4 separate regions of the Mus musculus genome follow, and regions 1, 3 and 4 are each linked to region 2. Evidence: chromatin contacts called from public Hi-C, HiChIP or PLAC-seq and Micro-C data. All regions are on one chromosome and are shown on one strand. Each heading gives the region's core, a stretch centred on a gene start, on an enhancer-like site or on the middle of the called end of the contact. The rest is flanking DNA. Distances are from core to core; before and after follow the strand shown.

Region 1 (3,199 bases), core at 195-2,694, 1.2 Mb after region 2:
GCACTCCCTGGCTCCTGCTTCCTCTACCAAGGAAGGGCACAGCAGCCCTCTGGGGCCTCTCTCTTCCTACTGAATGAACTTCTACTTGACTCTTGGGCGGCCAGGCTAAGGTTCGAAGAAGAGAGCTGGGGGGGCCATTTCGTACTGGGGAACATGTTCACCTCAAATGCCAGCTGCTACTGAGAAGCAGTTTCACTTCCACGCCCCACAAACCAACTGTGAACTCAGTGATTTTGCAACACCGGTCCCATGGTTCTCAATGGCTGAAGTCACAAGTTCTGAGGAAGGGAAGGTTCCTGGGAGCCACTTGTCACCAGATTCCAGCCCAAGCCTGTCCCACAGAGGCCCTAGTAGGCCCACAGGAGAGAACTCCAGAATGACACAGCCACCTCACTCTGGCTGAGGGGAAATCCAAGTCTGAATCATGGTACAGGGCCATGGGCCCCTGTAGCCCCGGGCTATGGCTATCATGGCTCACCTAAAGGTAGATTGGATGGTGAAGTGCAGCCACCCACCTGGCCAAGATACTGGCCCTGCCCTAGGCTTAGCATGGAGCGCCAGGCCACCTACCTGCCATGGCACTGGTGCTGCCGTGGGCCCAGCAGGAACCACAGTACTGTGGGATGTGCTGGTTCCTGGTGACGCTGGCATAGTTGACACCGTTCACATTTCTCCAGTCCCAATTCTTGGGGAGATCCGCTGGGGACAGGTACTCATGCGGCCGAGGATAAGTCCTGGGAGGACATCATGGCAATGGAAACCAACTCTGGAACGCATAGGGCCTCCCCTCTCCCTACCCCCACCAGGGCCACAAATCCAGTCATTTCTCCTGTTGGCCTTCTTCCCAAACTGTGGTCGGTTCAGAACTTGACCCAGAAGAGCCACCAGCAGAACCCAGGACTATTGGAAGCTGAATGTGACAGAGCATCTCCGAAATACGCTAATGCTCACTAACAAAGGCAGTAGAGGCGAGAACTGCCCAAACCAGCAAACCCCAGAGCTCCCCGGATGTGAAAATCATCCCAAAAGGAAGGGATGGGATTTGTGCTTCCCAGGCCTAATGAGGGAGGATGGGGCAAGGTCCCAAGTGTCAGGGGGTGCGCGCCTGGCCTAGAAGTTGACCCTTTTCCTCCCTAGGCACAGCCCCGCGCCCACCTGCGCCCCAGCAGAGCCAGCTGGTCCCCGCGAATGGGATGGTAGCAAGTCTGGCCCGAGCGGAAGTAGAGTCTGGCCCGTGCCGCACTCGCCAACAGCAACATCAGCAGCACCAGGGGCAGCTGCTGCACCGACCCCGACGACGCCATGCTCCTGCTCCGGGCCAATTCGGATCCTGGATCACGCGCAGCACCTTCGACCTCTTGACCCGACCCGCAGGCCCACGCGCTCGGGACGCCCCGCCCGGTCCTTTAGGAGGCGCCCAAGTTGGACACACCCCGAGGGCGGGGCCTTCCCCGCTGCTCCTGCCCCCGCCCCGCCCCGCTCGGCAGCCCCCAGGAGATAATCTGCCTCACTAGGAATCAAACAACCGGATCAGCAGAACCTGGGGTCACACAACCAGACCCCAGACCTGACAGTGCCACCAGCCATTGTGATAACACGGACTGACAGCAAAACTTAAGTTTACTATTCAGAGACCCAGGCATCCTGGAGCAGGGTAGGGCTCAGCAGGCTTCCATTGGCCCACTCAGCCCAGATTCTTTTGTTTCTCTGCTCTGGAGTGTGGTGCAGTGTCCCATTAGGTTAGGTCTCCCTAGGAGCGCACAGAGATATCCTGAGGCTGGAAGAAGGTGTGGGTCATACCCAGCATTGGACTCTAGCCTGGCTTTCTGAGCCCCTCCTCTCCACCCCCCAAGACCCAGGCTTTTCCTGAAGAGACAGCTCTCCTTCACAGAGAAGGATCCTTCCAGGATTACTCTTTTCTTTTTTCTTTTTTTTCTTTTTTTTCACTTGGCACATATATCGTGAGTCCCTGGGGTTCTGGAAAGGGTCCCTGCTAACCAGACTCTTCCAAGATGAGGAACTGAGAAAGAAGTGGGACCTGGCCAGCCTAGGTTTCGTAATGGGAGAATTTCCCCTTCCCCCTGTGCCCCGTGAGCTATTGTCAGCAGTCCCAGGCCACAAAGCTATCTCTTCTTCTGTAAGAAACATCCCCTGGTGTTTTATCTCAGGCTCTCTCCAGGTGGTGGGTGTGAGATTCCTGATGCGCGATGGCCAGTGGGGCTACAGCCATTCCTCTGTCTGTGGATAGGGGCAGTCAGAAATCATAATGGCTGTCTTGCTGCCTGCCTTTCCAGATCACCCAGGATTCCAACAAGACTCAAAAGCCTGCTGGATACCTCCTGTCAGAGAGCAGAACAAGACCTCAGAAGCAAACTTGGGGCTACCCTTAACAACGCAAGAGTTTTGTTCCCTGTTGCTATAAAGTAGTCACGGAGGCAAATGAACACTGGCATCTGTATGTTGAAATCTTTCATCCTGGGGGGTCATGGCAACCTCTCCCTTCTGCTGGGTGGTAAGTAGCCTGGTAGGAATGAGGGCCTCCCAAGGCCCAGGCAGAGACCTGAGTTCCCTAAGCCAGTTCTCCCCAGTAGTGACCATGCATTGACCTTAGAGCCCTTCGGTCCACTCTGGGGGAGTGTCGCCTCCCACGTGGGTTCCACATGGGCTCTCTCTCGCAGGAAGGGGACAATTGGTCTTGGCGATTCTATGGCATCCCACAGGCAAGGTCTAGTGAAGAGCACAATAGGGCAGCAGCGTTTATCGGGAGAGTGTGTACTCAGTGTGCTCACGGTCCCAAGTTCAATCCCTGGCACAGATAACGAGCAAATGAATGAGTGGAGTTTTAAAATTAACAAAATATACACTTTAAATAATGTGTCGTCTATGTGTGCCTATATGTTATATGTGTGCATGAGTCTGGGTGTCCTTGGAGGCCGGAAGAGCATACCCAGCACCATGGAACTGGAGTTAGAAGCTGCTGTGAGCCAATAGATGTGGGTGCTGAGAACAGAGCTCTGGCCCTCTGGAAGGGCAGTCTGTGTGCTCAACTTCTGAATTAGTTAATTAGCTAATTAATTAATTAAAATGAATGAAAGGAAGGAAAGAAGGAAGAAAGGAAGAGCTGAAAATATTTTGTGAGTAACAGAGGTTGTCGTCCCCCCCCCAGAAGCCAGCCAGGGGCGGCTTTTCTTCTTCTTCT
Region 2 (3,185 bases), core at 680-3,179:
GATGGCACTGGCTCCTGGCAGGTTTTCTTGACATCTCCTGTCTTGGGGCAGGCAGCAAGGCAGCTGGGGAGAAGTGGGATTCAGTGACGCCAAGGCTTTCAATTTCAATTCCAGACTGGGAGACAGTGAGTCAAATTCGGCACAAGGGCCCCACCACCCAAACCTACTTCCTCTGCTCAGGTGGGGCCCGGTCGTGGGCTATTTTTTACCCTTGATGCTTTACTGTACATGCGGGGTGCTGGGGCGGGGGTGCAAACTGTGGCAGCTGCCTGCAGAAAGCAGCTTATGAGTCACCTAGCGACTGCCCAGGTCTGTGGCAGTTGCCCCTGGGCTCCACAGAGGACCGCTGTCTGGGTTAGGGGGAGGCTGTGTACCCTTTTGCCCTAAGTGCTTTGGGGTAAGATAGAGAAACTAAACAGAAAGGCAAAAGGTACCCCCTCCTCCCCAAAAATGTGGGTTAGGGGAGGAGCGCAGATTAGAGGCAGATGGTAGGGAATGAGGTTTCAATTCTCCACCCAACCCAACAGCCACCTGGGTGGGCCACACAAGGAAGTAGATGTTCGCTGATCTCAACTTCTGGAGGTGCAGGATGGGGTTCAAACGGGGCACTCACCACCCTGAGTCTACCACCTCCAAGGAGGTCTCAACACAAACAGCCCCAAAACTTTGACTCATTTGTAACCACCGTCCCAGCCAGAGTGAGCCAAGCAGTCCAGACAGAGGCTATTTATAGGAGTCCGGGACAGACATTCACAATGACACACACTGGGGATCCGCGGTGGGCTAGACGCGCCAGCGCTGAGCCCTGGATTCAGACACCTGAACACAAACGGTCCTTAAATCTGGCTGGATCCAGATCATATCCCCAACCCCCGCCACGAGCACACAGCAAATCAGTCACACTGAGATGCAGGAACACTCGGACACGCACTCGGCCGGCACAGACCGCGACTCTGAACCACAGACACCAAAAGACGCGCGGAGACTCAGACAGACAGACTAGCGCACTCTACATACGCACGGAAACCCGGGACGCATCGCCATGGCCACTCCAGACACACGCCAGGAGCCCCAGACACCTCCCGGGCCAGACAGTGTCTCCCCCGCCCGCTCCCCCGCCCAAAGTTGATAAAGAGCCTAATTGCTCCATCGCCGCGGCCCCTAGGGAAAACGGAATGGAAACTTCCCCGACCCGGCTCCCCTGGCCCTCCCAAGAGGCGCGACGTCCCCGCCGAGCCCCGGGTCCGAGTCGGGCCGGGCGGGGCGCGCGCGGCGGGGACCGTGCCAGGCTCGCAGCGCCGCGGGACAAAGCCGGGCCGGCCGCCAGCTGCCGCGAGCCTCCGGGAGGGCGCGCCCCGGGCGCGGCGAGCGCAACCGGGGAGCCTGGGCGAGGCAGGCGCGCGGCCCCCGAGTCCCCACGCGATCCCGATGTCCCGGGCCGGGGATCCCACGGGGCTGTCCCGGGGGGAACAGGGCACACTCACTGATCTCCATGCTGGGGAACAAAGAGCGCTGGCAGTTGCACGCGCAGGAGACATTGGGCTGCCCGGCGGCGGCGGCGGCGGTGCCGTTGACCCCCATCAAGCGGTCACGGGCGGCGCGGGGCGCGAGGCGCGGGGCGCGGGGGCGGCTCCGGCCGGCGCGCGGGGCTCGGGCCCCGCATACAGCGAGCAGCGCGGCGCGGGCTCGGGGCGCCGCCGAGGTCCCCGAGGCGAGCTGGGTCCCCCGGCCGCCGAGCGGGAGCCCCGGGGCGGCGGGCCGTGGCCGCGGGCGGCGTGCGGGGCACGGGCGGGCGGCCGGGGCACGGGGCCGCCGGGCTCAGCCTGCGCGCCGGCCGATCCGCAGCTGAGCGCCGCCGCCCGCTCCTCATTCAAGTCCAAGGAGATCGGGTTGCGCCGCGCGCCCGCGGTCGGAGGCAGGCAGACGGTCTGACGTCAGCGCTAGACGGGGCTGCCGGTTCCCACCGCGCGGGGGCCGCGGAGGGGGCGCGCGCTGCGCCAATCCCCGCCGACGGCCCCCGCACCCTCCTCGGCCCGGGGGGCGGGCCCGTCGCTCGCGGGGCGGGCTCTTAAAGGGCCCGAGCCTAGCGTCCATGTAGACCGGTCGCCGGCGCTGCGTAGACCCAGCGCCCTCGAGACTCCGCAGGCCCGGTCCGCGGGAGCCCCCGTGCCTGCGGCGGTCACAACACAGAACAAGAATCAAGACGAAAAGTTAAGGTGTTCTCCTCTCCAACTCCTGCCCCTGGGGCCCTCCACCCAGGCTTTTGGGGGCACCCGAAGACTATAAGGTTTCTGGGGCGCCTTGGAAGAGTTTAATGCATGGAGATCAGAGCATGGAGGGTCTGGAGTAAAGACCCATCCATAGCTGTATTTCTCAGGAGACTGAGAATTAGTCTGAGCCCCTCCGCAACCCCCAACCCCGCGCGGCTCTTTAACTGGGCCTTTTGGATAGACTGGAATTTCTGTAGACACGCCCCGAGAAGCGCCCCCTGGTCCTTGCCTTGTAAATTAGTGCCCGGGACTGGGGGTGAGAGTGTGTGTGTGTGTGTGTGTGTGTGTGTGTGTTACTATTATGGGACACCCAAGCAGTTACACACCCTCACCCTCTATCTGCCGCCCCAAGGGCCACCGACTGGGTTGTGTGGCTCAGAGTGTAAAAGGGGGTCAAGGGAGGGTGCTTTTTGTTCATTAAGTTTTAATTAATTACTGGAGAGCTATGGGAACCCGTGCTCTGGCTTCAAAGATATTAAACTGTTACATAAGAGGCCTCCCATCCCTAGCGCAAAGCCAGCCTCAAATATGAAGTACGCCTCCTTGACCCATTCCTAAACTTTCAGTCGCCTGGCGTGCCTACTGTGTGCCAGAAGCACACCAGATAGTAATGTCTCCCATAGCAACTTGGGGAGACAAATTATTATTTGGCTTCATTTTACAGCCAGAGAAAGTGTTCGGTTCAGCTAAGCACAGCGGTGAAGGCTCAGGAAGACGGAGCCTAAGTTCTGCACAGCCTGATGGAGTACCTGTCCCTGCCCACGAGGGATCCAAGGACTTTAAGGGGCTGTGTCCCTTGTCATTAAAGAAGGGGAAAGCTTTCACAGGTTTTTGTTATTTATTTTTAATAGACTGGTGAATAGGTGAAGCTGAGAGAATAGTTTTCAGAGCAGCCCAGGAAGTGGGTTCCTCTGC
Region 3 (3,092 bases), core at 531-3,030, 1.0 Mb after region 2:
GTGAGGGTGGGCTGTGCGCACTGCGGCTAATTGCGACTTTGGTCAACAGCAGGAAGCAGTTTGTTAGCAGTGGGTAGAGAATGAGCCGGTAGCTTGCGGAAAGGAGGCGGGGGCTTTTGGGTTGAAAGCGTGAAATTGCCTAAGTGAGACATTATTTTTCCTAAGTTAAAATGCTCGGCAACGAAAAAGATGACGTGACGTTTTCTTGACGTTAGGTACCTTTATGTCTTGTAATGTAGCCTGAGTTTACCAAGCAACAGGTTTCTAGTTAACAGGTGGAGAAGCCGCACTTTTTTTTCAGCAGTTAGATTTTTTTTTCATTAGCTAAAAATTAGGATGCTGCCTTGTTGCTGGGATAAATAAAAATTTAAAAGTGTCTCCAGTTTCTATAACCACCACCTCACGCTGTTCTTATAGAAGCCTAGAGCCTGGCAAGGTGGTGCAAACCTCTAATCTCAGCGGGGGTCGGGTGGGGATGGGGAGGCAGGTGGATCTCTGTGAGTTCTAGGCCAGCCTGCTCTACAGAGCAAGTTCCCGAACTGCCAGGACTGCACAGAGAAACCCCGTTTCCGGGAAAAAACAAAAACAAACACCCTCTCCCCCCGCCAACAAACCAAATTTAAAAACAACACAACAATAGCTACAAAAGAAGCCCAAGTGAGCAGTGTAAGAGAGGCTCATACCCGGGGTATTCAAACAGGAACGCGCATTTTGCTTTCTATTAGTAACCTTGCACTGTCTACCTGAGTCACAGCAGACGCTTTAGTCCAGCCTGCTACCGGCCCGCACAACCCTCCCCTCCCTCTCAGCACCTCCCCCTCCCTAGCGCCATCCTGACTCCAGGTAAAAAAACCTCGGCGGGCTATATAGGAGCACACCACCCTTGGGAGAGCCCCACCACCCACACAAGAGGTTTTGATAAAACACCCATCCCAAGGCCATTTTCTGTGAAATAGTTCATTCGCTCACTAGGCTCAGGATTTTACTTTTCCAGGGCTTTTCTAGCAGGTCCTCAAACATCCCTAACTAGCCCTTTGTCTCACCCTGTTAAAGCGGGGTTAGCATTTGAATGGACTGGCAAGCCCTTTCCCTCCGTAGGTAGACTGGCTGAGGGAGATGCACGTGGGACAAGTGGGGGTCGGTGACAAAGCTAGTTAAACTGCCTTCCAAGAGCTTTTGGATCTTTAGCTGCATTAATCGTTTGCTTAATGGGAAAACTTCCTTCTGTGGTGGAAGGGTGCGATTATTGAGTGTCTTTTAAGTGATTTTCTTTTTTAAAATTATGTGGCAATGTTCAAATACCGTGTGGTGGCAAATGCCAGATGTAAGTACTGTTTAGTTTATCAGTAAAACTTTTAATTTTATTTGTGAGAATTGGAGAATGAGATGGGAGGTGTAAACTCTAGGATTGATTTGTAAGTGTGTTTTTTTGTTTGCTTTTTTATGTGCCTGAAGCCTTTTATCCTCTGGGATTGCTTACAACCTTTGACTCTTTAGCCTACATTTTAGCAGCTGTGTCCCCTTAACGAGAAACTTGAAACATCAGAACTGGTAAGAATAAAGTTTTTTTTTTTTAATGGATTTACTTAATTTCTCCTTTTGTCATGTCAAAAGAAAAGAGGATGAGGAAACTGAGCAGAGACAACGGTGTGGGGGCAAGCAGGACAGCAGCCCATCACAAAAGCAACAAAAGCAAGTCATGATAATCAATTGTTCAGGGCCAGAGACCAGTGATGTCACCTTGTTAGCTCAAATACTGCTTCCTCTGAAGTCCCACTTAGTAACAAGATGAGAAACTCAGGCCATACCTTTGATCCCGTGCTCCACATGAGGGAAGGAATGTCCTGTTGTGGGGTTTGGCCACTAATTAACCTAACTCCCAAACCCAGACAGAATGAGAAACCAGCAGACTGAGACAAAAGGCATAAGATACTGGGTGAGCCCAGGGTGCCTCTTTCCCACCTTGCTGACTGCCTCCGGTCTTCCCTCACACCCCTCTGCCTCAGTTTCTTCTTAAAGTGTGCTAGCAGAACAAAATCGTTCTCTCTCTGGTGTCAGAAGGGCAGAGCCGCACCTCTAGCTCCAGCGACGTTCCCAAATCTCAAATGTTTGACTAAATAAAAAGCACTAACTGTGAAGAAGTGTGTTTGTGTTGTCAAGACTCACTGCGTCCAGTCCTGGGGGCGGGGTTGGGGAGTGTGAGCGAGCACTCCTAAGAGCACCTATCAATGCTATGTTGTGCTGTTCCCGAATTCTCCCCCTGTGGTTAGTGTCTAGAATGAACCTTCCAGAACCCAGTTGGTACAAGCCCATTAGGGATGCTAGCTACGAAATATGGGAGACAGCAAGCTGACAGTACAGGTTAAGTAATGGCTTAGAGGCTCTAGATAGTTGGGATAAACGGGGAAGTGTTTCACCTCCTGTCCATTATCATTCCCTCCCAGGGGCTTTTTTTCCAGCCATATCCAGCCAGTGGTTCCTGTCTCCAGTTTTAGTACTCACATCTTTTTATATGCTGCAAGGCCTGGTAATAGCTAAGCTCACTCTCACACACACCACAAACATGCACACACGTATCAAACACATGCACGTACTCATACAAACACACCAGACACTCAATACTCATACCCCAGATACCTCTCACATGCACAAACACCACACTCATCCACACACATACCCGACACATGCACCTACTCATCCACAAACACGACAGACACTCATGCTCACACACAAGCACACACTCATCCACACACATACCCGACACATGCACCTACTCATCCACAAACACACGACAGACACTCATGCTCACACACAAGCACACACTCATCCACACACACACACACACAAACATCACAGTCATACACCACACACACTCACAAGCACACCAGACATACTCATACACACACACTCATACACACAAGCACACCCACAATTATACACACACCAGACACTCATATACAAATGTACCCACTCATACACATAAACACAGCCACTCACACAAGCACACCATACTCATACACACACAAACACACCCACACTCACTCCCCCATATGTATGTATACATACATACACACACACACACACCAGACACA
Region 4 (3,022 bases), core at 516-3,015, 1.6 Mb after region 2:
TAATCACGCAAACAATTTCGTTTGTCTTTCACGCAGAGAGAGAAACGGCAGGTTTAGCAGGCCTGAACGCCGCCCTGGGTGGTTATTGGCAGATCTTTTCTAAGTCAGGAGAGCTGTTCTCCACCATCCTCTTAACCCAGCATCCTTCTCTGTTCCCATCCTTGTGTTCCTTTGAGACTTCCAGGGGATGACTTCCTCTGCTTTTTCCCAGGTCCCCGTATCTCTCTGCCTAGCTCTTTTCCATATCTCAGGGTGTAGAATACCTTCCCTTCTGTGTTTCCAAGCCCTTACCACATTTGTCTTTCGTGGCAGACATATTTGTTATGCTCTCAACCATGGGCAGAGGGCACATCCCCAAGTCACAGGGCAGAAGCACGAAGACGAGTCCAGTCTGGGAGAACGTGGCCCAGCTGTCATGGAAATAGACTGTTTTAGTTGCTTGGTGGGCTGAGCAGAACTGACAGGTCCTTTGGCTGCCATCTTGTCTCTCATGAGGAGCTCTGCCCAGAACCGAGATTGACCCTGGGGATCACATACAAGTTCCTTACTAGGAAGATCATACCAAGAAACACCAGAACAGGATGGCGAATGAGACAAGGAAGGCAAGATGACAATGAACTGTGTCCCTACCAAGCAAGGGACCCATGTGTGCTCGTGGAGCATCCCTACCAAACTGGGGAAGGACGGCAGGCTGTTTCCTCCCTGTCTGCTCATCAGCAAAGAAAACCCAGTGTAGACTCCTGGGACACACACACACACACACACACACACACACACACACGCTGTCATTCATGGTCAGTGTTCCTTGGCATGTGGCAGCAAGAATGGAGAGGGGACACGATTTCCGTCTCACTCGGTACAAAGGAGAAAACGGATTTCAGCAAACAGACAGACAAATATGACCTACTCTGTGTTGTTCTTCTGAGCTGGTCACTCAAAACCAGACATGGCTTCCTTTCAAAAGTATCGAAGCCCCTTTTGCTCCTTCCTTTCTTCTTTTCTTGATTTCCTGCCTCCCCCTTCCTTTCCCTTCCTCCTTCCATCTCCCTTCCTCTTCCCACTCATCCTCCCTTCCTCTCTCCCTCCCCCCTCTTCTTCACAGCCCTATCTTACAGGCTTTGTGCTGCTTGCCTGCAGCAGGACACCAGCAGACTCCATGACGTTAAGCTACTAAGGAGTTTTTAAAATACGTAATTTATTTTTAAACAGGGAAAAATTTATATTTACTTCCAAGTTCTGGTCTGGGGTACTCTTTCTGGAACACAGAAGCATATTTACAAGTGGGAATTATTTGCCCACTGTTGCTGTCCACGTGCAGGTATGTGTGTGTGTGTCTGGTGGGGATGACACGTCACTCCTGGGAACCCAGGACATGAGAGGAAAACCAGAGGGGCGATTGCCTTTGCCTTTCAAGGGACCTTCTGCGGTATGAACACAAACACAGCCGATCCATCTTCCCTCCAACTTTAATCATGGTTTGGTGAAAGCCCCAGGGACTCATTCCCTTGCCTAACCTTCAAGCCAGATTTACAAGTCAAGGAACGTTAAAGTGAATTAATTCCCTTCTTAAATACAAGCACGGGAGAGCACATAAAAGGGAAGAGAGGGCTCTTACTGAAAAGGTTACCAGCGAAGGGCTCTGAATTATTCTTTCCTTTGCTCACCTCCGACGTATTTGAAGCCATATGCACCAAGCCATTTACATAGTTTCTATGGAGAGCCCCTCCCTCCGCCTCTCTCGAAGCTCTGATCCACACACAGCCTTGACAGGGAGGTACATTATTCTTCATCATCTTCAAGGGTAGAGCAGGGCAGAGCCTCTGCCTCTCCATTCTGGAATGGGCTTTTAATTGCCTTCCTGTTCCAGATGATTTTTCTGCCGTTAGTTCCGGCGTCTGAGAAGGTAAATGTTTGTGCGCCATGCGCAGTCGGCTGTGCATTTTCTTTGTGGACCCCTTTCGTCAGTAGCTCGCTCCAGCAGAGCCATCCCAGCAGAGCTTCTCCTCAGCCTTTCCTATTGCCTGTCAACCAGCCTGGGTTGGAATACATCGATTTCAAGGGAGGTCTGCAGGGAAGGAAGGGGAGATAAAATGCCCACCCTGCTCCTTTCAAACAGTAGACTTGAAAACAACAGGGCAGAAAAACATTAGGGAGAGAGAGCAGGAGACCCCATTACCGAACCTTTTCCACATCAGACTGTGGTTTTTAAGTTCTGCCTACAGATACATGCTGGAAAAGCAAGACCTGGGCTGAAGAAGTCAGGCCAGCCTGCAGCCCATGCTGCTTTGGAATGAAAGCGCCAGTTACAGACAGAGAGAAGGAGAGGCCCCTGGAGCCATAGTTTATCCAACGTATTGGATCCAGATTTCAGAAACCACAAAAATGTCTTCCCAGAGAGCAAAGATGGGACACTTACTTTAGAGCTCCCAAAGTGGAAAGAAACTTACAGTGAAGACAGTCCTGTGAAACTTAGACAAAGCTAACCCCAGGACAGAGGGCAGCTTCAGGCTGGGCCTGGTTAGGAAAGATGACTAGTACCTATGTCCAAGGGAAGCAGGGGCCTCTGGAATGAAGTTGTTTATCTACCCAGGAGTAAGAGATTCAGAAATTGGAACCAACTCTTTGAGCAGAACAAGAGTGCTTTTAAAAATCTGATCCTGATCATTACACATGCCCAGCTAACTCATCCATCCTGCGAGGCCCTGGCTGGGGACTATCTGGAGCTATTTGAGTTCGTCCTAGATGAACAAATGAAGGCTTTCATCTTTTCAGAGCTCAGGGGCAATGGTAGGACACCAGCAGAGATACATAAGGCCCAGAGAGGATCTCCTAGTCTCTGCCTAGAAGTAACCGGTAATTCATTTGCTTCCTGCTAGAAGGAAGAAAATGACTCCTACATGTAATGGTTGGTTTGCTCAACTTGGCACAATGTAGAGTTACCTAAGAAGGGACCTCAATGAGGAGTCGTCTAGACCAAGTTACTTGTGGACATGTCTGGACACTTGCCTTGTATTAATTGTGG

What was found. A called contact is a pair of places that touch in the nucleus more often than the background predicts. HiChIP or PLAC-seq counts read pairs in DNA pulled down with a chosen protein or histone mark.
Region 1: a contact with region 2 is called in an H3K27ac HiChIP or PLAC-seq map of bone marrow-derived dendritic cells, with 6 times the contacts expected there. The contact joins the promoter of Ctsz here to the promoter of Pmepa1 in region 2. A contact is called at or near these places in 5 of 39 promoter capture datasets (hippocampal neurons, liver, pre-B cells and 1 more), 2 of 115 datasets of contacts at active chromatin or transcription factors (bone marrow-derived dendritic cells and pancreatic cancer cells) and 1 of 9 other capture datasets (liver).
Region 3: a contact with region 2 is called in a Micro-C map of embryonic stem cells, with 3 times the contacts expected there. The contact joins the enhancer-like site here to the promoter of Pmepa1 in region 2. A contact is called at or near these places in 11 of 39 promoter capture datasets (the 3T3-L1 cell line, the HPC-7 cell line, cranial neural crest and 6 more), 1 of 484 Hi-C or Micro-C datasets (embryonic stem cells) and 6 of 115 datasets of contacts at active chromatin or transcription factors (embryonic forebrain, embryonic limb bud, embryonic stem cells and 3 more).
Region 4: a contact with region 2 is called in a Hi-C map of B cells, with 6 read pairs. The contact joins the enhancer-like site here to the promoter of Pmepa1 in region 2. A contact is called at or near these places in 4 of 39 promoter capture datasets (cranial neural crest, frontonasal cranial neural crest, hippocampal neurons and 1 more), 1 of 484 Hi-C or Micro-C datasets (B cells) and 3 of 115 datasets of contacts at active chromatin or transcription factors (embryonic forebrain, embryonic hindbrain and forebrain).

The regions. Positions count from the first base shown.
Region 1 is chr2:174,437,595-174,440,793 of GRCm38.p6, forward strand. Ctsz (cathepsin Z) reads right to left here and starts at 1,445. Exons shown (of 6, transcript NM_022325.5): 1 at 1,156-1,445; 2 at 571-734. The coding sequence starts at 1,304.
Region 2 is chr2:173,274,604-173,277,788 of GRCm38.p6, forward strand. Pmepa1 (prostate transmembrane protein, androgen induced 1) reads right to left here and starts at 1,930. Exons shown (of 4, transcript NM_022995.3): 1 at 1,485-1,930. The coding sequence starts at 1,581.
Region 3 is chr2:174,287,036-174,290,127 of GRCm38.p6, forward strand. It overlaps Gnasas1 and a transcript of Gnas not described here. Among named protein-coding and RNA genes, the nearest start is that of Gnas, 9.3 kb to the right of the region's middle. Within about 2 kb of position 1,781, at least 18 of the 459 cell types and tissues checked have an H3K27ac peak or open chromatin away from gene starts, as enhancers often do. A contact at or near this core is called in embryonic stem cells and stem cell-derived epiblast-like cells, where this site is marked.
Region 4 is chr2:174,882,691-174,885,712 of GRCm38.p6, forward strand. The region is part of intron 2 of Gm30537 (a long non-coding RNA gene); the gene reads left to right. Among named protein-coding and RNA genes, the nearest start is that of Gm30537, 3.8 kb to the left of the region's middle. Within about 2 kb of position 1,766, at least 19 of the 459 cell types and tissues checked have an H3K27ac peak or open chromatin away from gene starts, as enhancers often do.